Linked DNA regions of Gossypium hirsutum: region 1 is linked to region 2. A link is a contact called in public Hi-C data. All regions are on one chromosome and are shown on one strand. Each heading gives the region's core, a stretch centred on a gene start, on an enhancer-like site or on the middle of the called end of the contact. The rest is flanking DNA. Distances are from core to core; before and after follow the strand shown. Region 1 holds the start of LOC107915027 (probable mitochondrial import inner membrane translocase subunit TIM21). Region 2 holds the start of LOC107919902 (uclacyanin-3).

The links. Hi-C and Micro-C count contacts between places; a contact is called where the count stands out from the background.
Region 1: a Hi-C map of leaf shows a contact between it and region 2, with 1.7 times the contacts expected there. The contact joins the promoter of LOC107915027 here to the promoter of LOC107919902 in region 2. A contact is called at or near these places in 3 of 34 Hi-C or Micro-C datasets (anther and leaf).

What each region holds. Positions count from the first base shown.
Region 1 is chrD08:8,260,933-8,267,351 of Gossypium_hirsutum_v2.1, forward strand. It overlaps LOC107915027 (probable mitochondrial import inner membrane translocase subunit TIM21), which reads right to left and starts at 2,197. Exons shown (of 8, transcript XM_016844125.2): 1 at 1,795-2,197; 2 at 1,324-1,389; 3 at 1,156-1,174; 4 at 570-730; 5 at 1-119. The coding sequence starts at 1,908. LOC107915005 reads left to right here and starts at 2,308. Exons shown (of 6, transcript XM_016844098.2): 1 at 2,308-2,417; 2 at 3,056-3,327; 3 at 3,457-4,108; 4 at 4,258-4,457; 5 at 4,998-5,242; 6 at 5,594-6,419. The coding sequence starts at 3,056.
Region 2 is chrD08:7,823,501-7,829,332 of Gossypium_hirsutum_v2.1, forward strand. It overlaps LOC107919902 (uclacyanin-3), which reads right to left and starts at 2,424. Exons shown (of 2, transcript XM_016849338.2): 1 at 2,100-2,424; 2 at 1,530-2,020. The coding sequence starts at 2,253. The coding sequence ends at 1,641. LOC107919903 (protein mago nashi homolog) reads right to left here and starts at 920. Exons shown (of 4, transcript XR_005917428.1): 1 at 620-920; 2 at 53-229. LOC107920694 (ras-related protein RABD2a) reads right to left here. Exons shown (of 8, transcript XM_016850516.2): 8 at 5,785-5,832.

The DNA of each region.
Region 1 (6,419 bases), core at 947-3,446, 440 kb after region 2:
AGCCCGACAAGGATGATCAGACTGTAGCTAGCTCCCTCCGTAAACGTCACAGGTTTGTCTGGGATATTATATGTAGGAGCATCAAATGGATCCTCAACATTAGATAATTCTTTTCTAGTCTGCCGAAGGGATAAAGACAACAACTCAGCCCAACTGATGTGAAGCATGAAGTAACCATAAAGGCCAGAGAACAAAAGATGCAGCAGCATAACATTTGATGAGTACAACTCAGATAATGGATTTACTTAATATAAAATAAACTTCAATATTTTGTTTAACCTTTATTGCTATGCAATGACTGAAGTATGATGAAATAATGCAAGTCATTTCATGCTCAATTAGGAAAGAAAGATGATGATAAATCCTGACCACTTTTCAAAACATTCCCTTTAGCATTCTTTCAGCATTAAGGCATAGATAGCCTCACCATAGAAGTGGATAAAACATGGGTTGATTCACTTATCAGAATAACAAACTAAGCAAGCAACATGAAAACTATTTTTATCAATCATTTAAAGCTAATAGAGATGAGAACACAAAAGGCCAAAAATTGAAGTTAAGATCTAAACCTCAGATGTTTCTTTTGATTGCTTTGAGGTTCTTGATGCAAAGGATCTAGCAAAGCAAGTAGAGATGACCTTCGATCCATGATTTTCTATGTGAGGGACTGATGCTTGAAAGCGAACCAGCCAATCTCGACCAAAGTGTCCTCTAAATGGAAGAGGAATGCCTGTTGGACATTATTGTCAAATAAAAACATATGAGAAAAAAGAAGGTAATAATTAATCTTATGCTAATCCAACTTGACATAAACCTTTTATGCACTCCACAAAGTAGGTCACTTATGCATGATGCAATATTCTATGCAACGAAATAATGAAAAGAAGGTTAGGCCAACATGGAATTTCAGCATTATGGATACCAAAATGGACAGTGATAATAACTGTAAAGTTCTGCTTTATCAGCATCACTAATACAAGAATCCCATAGCCCATAACTTTCAGAAAAATTAGATGAAACTGTGAGGTGTGTGGGGGGGGGGTTCCCTTCCAAAAAGAGTCCAAAAAATCATTATAAATGTATCGCAAATTGGCTAAAACAGTAATAAATTAAACATAAATGTTGAAAGGTAAACATATATGAGAAATAACTAACCAGTAGCTCCAAGCACACCCTGCAAAATGAAAGAAAAAGGCATTTAGTTTGCACTTTGCAGCTAATGTAGAGAGGAACACACACACACACAAACACATAAAGCACTTACTCTGCACCCAACAGAAATTTAGAGAAAAAATGTTAATAGAATAAGAACTACTGCCTCACCTTTGACATATTATTGGCACCTGTCACATACTGTCTTGTAAAATTAGAATTCCCCACTGCTGAAAACTGCAGTAATCAGCAAGTCATCAGCAAATGGTTTAGCAACTGATACAGATTCATCATATCTAAGAAATGCTCTTAAAAGATTATCAAAAAATATAATGCAATCATATTAACCAAGTCATAAAAGCAGAAGAAGTTCCAATAAAGTTGATTGGGTCATAGACCCTTTTGGTTTACTAATAAGTACTCGCTACTATAGAACTTATGTTACTATATCCCTACATTTCATATAAAAACTCACCATTGCAAACTACTTTGTCAGCTAATATCACACATAAAAAGAGTCTATATATTCAGTAGGCAAGCAAAAAAGAAAGACCTCAAAAAAGCAAAAATGAAAGAACAGTAATGTCCATAAAGAAAAACTACCCATACAAAGCAAGGAATACTGGGAATACACCATCGTACCCTTTTAGCAGCTAATGCAAAATCATCCAAATAAAGCTTAGATTCCACAAATGATCTGAAGGAACCACTCCATCTGCTCCTACTAGATATTATAGACCGCCTAATGTTCTGCATCTTCAACTATACAAGCTTAAACCTTTTCTTCTACAACTCTATGAAAAAACACTTTCTTTTTGAATTACCAATGAACAATAAATCAAAACAAGAAAAAACCCCGAACCCCAACAAAACAAAATCAATTTAAAACGTATGAGCCAGTAAGGACAATACAGCGGGATGCAATTGGGGGAAAGGAGAAAACCCCAGCGGTTGAGGTTTTATTCTAGGAAACTGCCACCCAAGGCCGCCTGTGTTTTTACGAGCCCAATAGTCGCCACAAATAGAAAAAAAAAACCTCCCTCAAGGCCCAGTATCAAGAAGGATATAACAACAAACATTTATAACATAGAGGGGTCGAAGAGTAATTATGAGAGATAAAAAGGGTTTTCTCTATTGCAAAATATAAAATATTAATCACGGCGCATAATAGGCATTTCATTCTCCTCCCTCTCTCCTTGCGTCTGTAGTCTGATTAAGAAGGACAGAGAGGAAACAAAGGGGCTTGTTTTAGCTGCCTTTGTCAGGTAATCATCCCTTACCTTAATTTCTGTGCATATAATTATGTATCTACCATATTCTTATATAAAGCTTAACAGTGTATAAAAATATGGTTTGTCATGTTATTGTACTTTCAGTTGAGCAAAGTGACCTGCAAAAGGTGAAGCTTTTTAAGGTTTCTTTGGTTTCCTGGGAGTAATGATAGAGGTGGAATGAATTAATGGGAAGCTTTTGAGTGTTGGGGCATTGAAAATTTAAAACCTTTGCTCTTGAAGAGGCTAATTGAATGGCTTTTCTATTTTGATAGTAGAGAACCTCGGAGGATACTTATCGATTTCGACACCTTTTGTGTGTGTGTGTGTATTTTATTCTATTGTGCCTCAAGTTCACTGAAATTTGGTTGAAGCCGCCTGAGTTAAGTCTTATTCTTGCTCCAGGTTTCTGTTTTCTTGTTTGCATTTTGGCTGTGACCTATGAATACGAACAACTTATATAAATAAGATGTGGTATTTATGATGATTTCTATTATTTGAATGGCTTTCTCGTGGGCGTTGGGGAACAGGGGTTGTGGCAACTTGGGTTTATTATTTGATAAGCGGGGTTTTGCCCTAGTTTGCAAAAACTTTGCTGATAAGTAGTGTAATCAGTGGTTCTTCTAATGTAGATGGCTAGATGGGATGAGATTCTGTCTCTTCCTGTACAAAACCCACCAACCTTGGAGTTCTCTGCTCATGATATTGTATGGTCAAAGGTGGAAGGTTGGCGTGACAATATAGATAGAGTTGCTTTGATCCCTTTTGCTAGAGTGGATGACTTTGTTAGGGGTGAATCCTCTAACAAAGACTGTCCAACTAGATTTCATGTTGAAGCAAGAAGGCGGAGATCGCCAAAGGCACCTTACAAGCCAAAGGTTGATGGTATTCTTGAATATATTCTGTAGGTTCTGCTTCTTTTCTTCCATGTTTTCTTTTTAGTTTTTTTTTTTTTTTTTATCTTTTGATAGCTTGTGCTCAATGGTCTTGCACCATGATCTGTTTGTTTAAATTTATACTGTTCAACTTGTAGGTATTGGTGTTCATTTGGTCCTGATGACCATAGGAAAGGGGGTCTTGTACGTCCCAGCCGGAACACATACATTCCTAAGAAGACAAATGCTGGTCGACCTAATACAAAAAGAGGCTGCACCTGTCACTTTATTGTAAAACGCTTAATTGCTGAACCGTCAGTAGCACTGATAATATATAACCAGGATAAGCATGTAGATAAGAAAGGGTTGCCATGCCATGGACCACAGGACAAAAAGGCAGCAGGCACACGTGCTATGTTTGCACCGTACATCTCAGAGGATTTACGCCTCCGTGTTTTATCTTTATTACATGTTGGTGTGTCTGTGGAGACCATAATGCAGCGGCACAATGAATCTGTAGAGAAACAGGGTGGTCCATACAACCGTGATGACCTTTTGACCCACAGGTATGTTCGAAGACAGGAGAGGAGCATTAGACGTTCTACATACGAGTTGGATGCAGATGATGCAGTCAGTGTAAGCATGTGGGTTGAAAGCCACCAGAATTGTGTATTTTTTTACGAGGATTTCACTGATTCAGACCCTTTTATCTTGGGCATTCAAACTGAGTGGCAGTTGCAACAAATGATTCGATTTGGAAATCACAGTCTCATTGCCTCTGATTCAAGGTTTGCAACAAATAAACTTAAGGTTTGTCTCTTTTCCCTTTTTTTGCCTTTTCCCAACCTCTTACCTCTTAAGTTGTATGACTTAATCCTCTAATTGTCACTGTCACTATCAGTCCATGACTTCTTCTAATGTCTTTGAATCTAACTGTTCTCTCTATGAATTATTTTCAGTATCCTATACATAGTCTCATTGTCTTCAATTCAGACAAGAAAGCAATCCCGGTAGCTTGGATAATAACCCCAAGATTTGCTAGTGTAGATGCTCATAGATGGATGAGGGCTCTATACAACAGGGTTCGCACTAAAGACCCTATTTGGAAGTTGGCTGGGTTTATTGTGGACGATCCTTCTGTTGATGTTCATACAGTCAGGTTTGCTGTGAAGTCCTTTGTCTGAGCTGATTTTACATTACTATATTCTTTAAATATGTTGTAGAAGAATATTGTTCCATTGTCTATTGTGTTAGGTGAGGACTGAGGAGCTTGAGCTCATATGATTTCTTCAATAGTCCTCTTTTAGTTATTAGATTTAGGACTTAGGACCCACTGATTTCTAGCACTAGAATAGCTACTTGCTAAATCCAGGCATCTGATGAGATGTCTTTTAATTCAAGATTGTATATTTTGTTCATCAGCTCCTTGCTTGGTTTTGTCTCCTATGTCTTCTCTAGCCTTGGAGTTCCTCTGCTGAATTCTAACAAATGTGGAACAAGCTGAGGGGTTTGATTTTTTCCATTTTCTTTTGATTTAAACTAGGAGGAACCTAGTTTAGCTTGATTAGGTGAGCTTCTTTAGTGGCATATTATAATGGTTATGTCATTCAAGCATGGAGAAGGGTATGATTTTTGCTCTATTTTATAGATAGATGGAATGTGCTCCATGTCACACGATCTTTCTTTGCATTGTATTCAGGGATGTTTTTGAGTGCGCTGTATTGATATCCTTTTGGAGGGTCCGCCATGCATGGCATAAAAACTTAGTGAAGAGATGTTCAGAGACAGAGATGCGTGTTGAGATATCAAGACGACTTGGGCAGGCAGTTGATGATATTTGCAGAGGATGTGGAAATGTTGATTTGTTTGAGAAATTCATGGAAGATTTTGTTGATTGCTTGGATTTTATGGATTACTTCAAAGCAGTCTGGTATCCTAGAATAGGTTCGTTGCTGCATTTACATTTTCTTTCTTATCTGGTTTACACCTGTTCCCGACTTCTTGTTTTAAATTATCAGTAGGGAGCCACCTCGTTGAACTATTTCTTCTGAATATAATGTTGCACTTTCAAATTTGTTTCCATTTTTTTCAGTCCATTTCATCTCTCTATATTTTCCAGTCCATAAAACACAGATGCAGAGTATATAATTGTAATTGGAAACAGATGGTCAGACGGTTATGATTGTATTGAGTGAACAAAGATTTATATTTCACTAACAGATGAAGGCACTTTTTCCTGTTGTGAAAGCCTTTTAACTTGTGGGGAAAGAAATTATAACTTTCTCTTTGTTTCAGGGACTTGGGTATCTGCCCTTAAAACGCTTCCACTTGCAAGCTTGGAAACTTGTGCAGCAATGGAATTTTACCACAATCAACTGAAGCTCCGATTGTTGAATGAGAAGGATCCTGCTGTCTACCAACGCACTGATTGGCTGGTTGATAAGTTGGGTACGAAAGTGCATTCGTACTTTTGGCTGGATGAATATTCGGGGAAAGATGATTTTGCACGATATTGGAAGGATGAGTGGGTAAGTGGTTTAACATCTTGGAGGAAGGCATTGAAGATTCCTGATTCTGATGTGGCCAGTGAGAGGAGATTTGCAAAAGTGACCGATCAGATTGATCGAGATACAGTTTATGTTGTTTGGAACCCTGGGTCTCAGTTTGGGATCTGTGATTGTTCCTGGGCAGAGATGGGCTACCTTTGTGAGCATGTCCTCAAGGTTATAAAGGTCTATCGTGAAAAAGGGTCTATTTCACCTTCTGTCAGCATATTTCAGTACAACAAGGCATTGATTGATATGCTACATTGCCCACCTCACGATTCTTTGATCCGTGATCATGCTGTTTCTTTAGCAATTTTTGTGCAGAAACAGTTAAATTCACTAGTTGGTCATGTTCAGAAACAAACTAAGGATGCTATTGAGCAAGAAAGTGCACCAGTAGCTTCTGCTAAACAAAATAGAGGATTAGCAGATGAGGATCACTGCGTGAACAGGAACATATTGCCTAATCATAAATATGGTTACGTAGATTGCTCTGAGTCTCTGGCTGGTATTGCAAGTGATTTGGGCAGTGAATCAGTTGATCAGGGAGTTGGTATAAACGGCGAGACTGCTGG
Region 2 (5,832 bases), core at 1,174-3,673:
CAACATGACTGAAGAGAGCAAAACAGCAGATTGACAACGTCTATTAGCTGACCTGAACCAGATAATAAAATATACGAAGCCCTTCGGGATCCTTGCTGCTCTGAACATCAACAAGGGACCCAATCTTCGAAGTAGTGAAAGAAATATGCTCATTCCCCATCACAATCTCGAGCTCCTGCCGTCCGACACGGTCGGGTTCTGGCCAGTTGTTGTCATCTTCCTTCATGATCTAGACAAAGAAAGCCGATAGAATTGAACAATAATACCAGGAACCATAATTAATAAAAATTGCAAATTTAAACCATCCTGAGCGTCGAAAGAACTACAAGTTACCATTAATCGAAGAAATAAATAATCAACTAAAAACTAAATCTTTTAACCTAAAACCCAGCTGAGCAATTTGAAAAACTGCAGTAAAATCAGAAAATTACAAAACATTTATATCAATCAGAACTGGAAACAAAAGACAATAAATACAAACTCGTTATTTAAGCAAAACATAGAGAAAACAAGAAAAGAAAACCTAATTTTTAATCCCAAACCCTAGGCAAAGTTGAATTAAAGGGGAAAAGAAGGAAAGCATTAAGGCGAAGTAAAGGGTTGAAAAATAATAGGAGACCTCGCTCTCGGTGATGATGCGGCGGCATTCCTTGAGAACGGCAGGGGTGAGGAAGACCTCTTTGCGGATCATGGTGTCGTTTTTGTAGTTGGAGTTGTTAGCATATCGGAGCTTCCCGTCCGGCCTGAACTCGAACTCCAAAAATTCGTGCCCAAATTTCCCTTTATGCCCTACGTAGTAACGGAGGTAAAACTCTCCGCTCTCCTCCTCGGCCGCCATTGTTTTTCCCTCTCTTTTTTTTCTTCTAAGATTCTCGAAAAGAAAACAAACAACACTGAAAACTCTTCCAAGTCCAAGGGATTTTTCTGCATATATAGATGGGTCCACTTAGTTATTGGGCCTTCCAAGTTTTGTTTGGGCTGGGCCTTTTAATCTCATCCATGCATAATCTCAGTATGAATTAAGGATGTCCTCGCAATTAGAAATGTTAGAGTTGCTTAATTCGAGTATAATTAAAATTTTCTAATTAAATAAGTTAAATTGGAATTGATTAAATAACCTTTAAAATTTTAGGGGAGTTTAGATGGATGATTACTTTTTATCTTATATTACCACAGCTACTTTTACACTAATCGCAGATAAACACATTACCCAAATGTACTCTTAATTTGAATTTACACGTCAACAGAAAAAGAAAAACATGTTTTTGTATTGGGTATTATTAAAAACTACAAACTATTGTTGGAGTTTAGTTGATTTATGATTGACTAATAAAATATAATGATAATGATGTCTTACTGAACCAAACTAATACATCAATTATGGTTTGCTGTCATTGTCCAAGTCTTTAAGATTCCTTTTATCTCTTATAACTTTGACTTCGTAGGCTCAATATATATATTGTGATGAACATAGGATAAAAGACCTGTTTTTTAATCATAATTTAAGGCAAATTATTTCGAAGATCATAAAAACATAACTCTCCATCTCTGGTTCATAAAGGAAAAATAAAATAAAATCACACCGAATATTGACGAAAACGAAAGCAAATAAGCCAATAAACAATAGCACTGCCTCTCCCCTAGCACATAATTCCAACAACGGCTCCCAACAAGGCTACCATAAAACCATAATTCACGGTGCTCGGAGCTCCGCTAGGTGTTGACGGGGGAGAAGTTGTTGTACCACCACTCGGGGGAGTCCCGGAAGGAGTGGTGGAACCAGACGGAGTAGAGGGGGTGGAGGGTGAGTTGCCACTAGCTGCTACAACATTGATGGCTAGCTTCATGCCACCAGCACAGTGACCTATGGTGGGGCAAATGAAATACATTGCCCCTGGGTTGGACAGTGTGATGACAGTGTTCCCATCGCTGTAGGATTTAATAGCATTGCCGGTGTTGCAATTATCGTAGTCGCTCTTGGATACTTCCTCCACCGAGTGGCTGCCACCGTAGGTAAACACTAAAACGAAAAAAATACAAACAGGGTCATTCATATTGTTATCTTACTTTGGCTTAATTTTGGTAAGGAAGCAACTTACAAAGTGTGTCGCCTACGGTGAATGTTTTCCCTTGAACCCAACTTTGGTAATCTCCGGTCGAGGTCCAACCGCTGCTGTCTCCTACGGTGTATTGCTCGGCAAAAGCCGCCGGAGCTGCTAGGAGGAGGAAGAGGAGGGCTGCTGCTAAACCCATAATGTTTTAAAGTTTAAAGCCTAACCTTAGTTGGAAAAATAAAGGACGGTGAAGGGACTCTTAGCACGTTACGTTGTGTTATATAGAAGGCTGAAAGTAAGATTTATAGAAGCAAAAAGTCAAGCAATTTCTCTGTTATTCTTACTAAAGCCAATAATTAATGTTAGCTTAATTAATATTCTTCCATCTTCTCCTCACCAAATCGATTTGAATATATATATTCAAATTATAAGAAAGAAAAAAGGGTATTGCTGTGTGGGACTTTTTGGGGTGAAATTTGCAGAATAAAAATCAACATTTATTTTTATTTCCAATTTAATTTTAACACAAACATTTTATCATTACATTACGAATTTGGTGAAGTCATATGTACCTATTATATAAGAGTCAAAAGTTTCTGCCTAAACAAATACAATCTACAATCTCTAACCTAACCACCTTTGGAGAACTTGTGTAACTGATGTCTTGTTTATGCACCAATTTTATGTCTTAAATTATATTTTAAGGATCTAATTTGGTTTTATTCGTGATTTTTAATTTTATTTATGTACTTCAACTTGGCATAATTTGATCTTTCTATTTTTATAATATTATTAATAATTAACACGTTCAAATTGATAACACTGTTAGTTATTGTTATTAAAATGATAATGTACATCAGTCTTACATGTAAATTGTTGAATATTTATTGTGTGCTCAAATAACATTTAAAAAAAATCTACTTCATCACTTTAATGGCCGTAATTAATTATTTTATCAATTTAAACCTAAATAATGTCAAATTAAAGTAAAAGATCAAATACTAAAATTTAGCATAATAGAGGGACTAAAACCATAATTAGACCCAGTTTAATAAAAACCCTAACCCGTTGGCCATTACATCACCAACCAAAAAGATGCTAATCAATTCAAACATTTAATGTTATAATAATAATAATAATAATAATAATAATAATAAATCATTGCATTCCTAATATCTGTATGGATTGGTTAGCAATGGGCATATGATGAACTCACCATAACTGCATTTTATATTTCTGAAAATTATTGGAGTATTAGTTATCATATGATAATGGCCATGTACTTTGAAAATGAAACCTTGAAGGAGTTGGTGGAGTTGGTAAAACAGCCCCCTCCTTTGTTTATCTTTAATAATCTATATTTAAATATATTTTTTATATTCGTTTTACTATCTATGTTCAGAGTTTGTGACTGTATCTTCTAACAAATAAAATGTTGAAAGAGTTGGTAAAACATCTCCCCTCCTTTATTTATCTTCAATAATCTATCATCAAATATATTTTTTATATTCTTTTCATATCCGTTTTACGATCCATGTTCAAAATTTGTAGTTGTTCCTTCTAATGAAAATATATTGTGCCTTACTATTGCACCCCGTCATTTGTTGGTAAATATATATTTTTAATTATACTTTAAAACTATTCATGGGTTCAACAATGTTAATATATAGTATTAATGTATAATTATATAAATTTAATTTTATTAAAATATGTATCATAAATTTTGTTAATATTTTTAAATGTTAAAACAGACCCATTTACACCTGTTCATATTCCTTTTGCTACTATTGTATATTGTTTTTTCCTTGTATTAAATCATTAGATAAAACAATTTAAAAATTTTTTAATATTTAAATTACTGTATATTTAATTCTCAAATTATTTAAATACCGGGACTTGAATTCTATTTATATTTTACATTGATTTTTTTTTATTAAAATTCACTTTTCAGATCTTATAATTTTATTCAAATCTTTTCAAATATCGGATTAACCTTTAAATTTCATCCTTAAAACAAATTCAGTGTAATCTGCTGGAACAACTTTGGACGAACAAAACTGATGCTTTGTTGTTTTTCTTTATAAGCTCATCAGGCAACGTAACAGAGAAGCATCCCCAATTCAACGTTTCGGCCAAACTTTATGGCAACCCAATCTACAGACAATGCTAAATTGATGGTTTCTAAAGCCAAATTATTCAACCCTTTTACGTAATGAATTTAGAATTTGAATTGTAGACGTAATTTGTTTGGTACTGAATAGATTGGTTTTTCTTATGAAATTTAAGGTATTAAATAGTTTGTTCGGTATCTATTCTCATATAGATGATGGATATATAATTTTATCAAATTATGTCAGATAGTATAGAGACTGGGTGCTAAAGGTAAGTTGGTAGACTGTAAACAAGTATGCTAGGAAGTTGATACCCTCTTCATCGTCTTGAGGACTATTTATAGGCGAAGTCCTGTGTAGGATGATACTAACATGTTGGATCCATAATTAGGTCATCATTGTGGGATGCATGGGGCAAATGTCTTTGATGAGATGGAGATGTTTATGATGGGACATATCTTATTATTCATTTTAATATGGGGCAAGCAGCAGTTGAACCCACATGGGGTTTAGTAACAAAAAGAATTATCTTGTTAATAAAAGATCGGATGCCTAAAGGAATGAATGATTAGTTTCTTTGGATGGTTACGTTCCGCTTGCTATGTGGCTAAGACAAGGAGTGAGGCTTCTGGTGACTTCTCGATCTATAGCAGGTGGAGTGTGAGCTTCCGCTCTGCCATGTGTCCCTATTAATTGGTAAAGTATAACAATTATTATCAAATTAGGTGATGTTAATGCTATTAAATAATTTTAAGATAAAAACAAATTTGTTATAACGAATTAAATTTTGTGATTTTACATTTAAATCTCGTATTGAACCAATTTAATGAAATTAGCATAAGATAATTTATTAATAACAAGGGCTCTATAATGGCATGGCTACAATGGCGTCAAGTCAACTTCTAGGGCTTCATATCTTTGAAGATCCATGATGATGGGCAAGACGGAGATTTGCCAAGATTTGTTTTGATGTACACTGTGTAAGCCTCTATTGCAGCAATATATATAACTTATATGATTTATTATTATATATGATTACTTCTAACTATAACTTCTCAATCAACCTCTAGACGTTGTTGAAAAGCCACGGCTTGCCTTCCCCTCACGATTGGGGTTTCCAAGCTGCCTTCTATGGAGATTTAAGCGTCTTTCTTTTTATAATGCTCTTTGCTTTTGATGGGTTCTGCTTTCCCCCTCTGTATCCCATTTCCTTGATGATAATGATGACGATTAGTTGGTTGGACATAGATGTTAAAGGGTTGCATCCTGCCTGGCTTCTAGTCTAGCCAAGTGAAAAGAATTGGTTCAACCCACATTGCCATCCATGGCCTACCTCAAAAGCAAGCAAATTATAATGCCCACAATTACCTAAGGGTGAATTTGAATGGACGGTGCGTTTACATGCGATTAGTGTAAAAATAACAGTGGCAGTGAGATTAGATACTGTAGCGTGAGACAAAAAGTAAACTAAACACACCGCACCGCACACAATCGCCTATCCAAACCCACCCTAAGATTCCTTCCAAATTTTGTTGATCTCTCAACCCATTTTCAATCACAACCTTTTGACAACATATTTATTTAATTATGTAATTTAGAAAACACAGTGACATACAGGCTTGAGAAAGAACACTAGTATTATTTAATCAACAAACAAACAATAATAC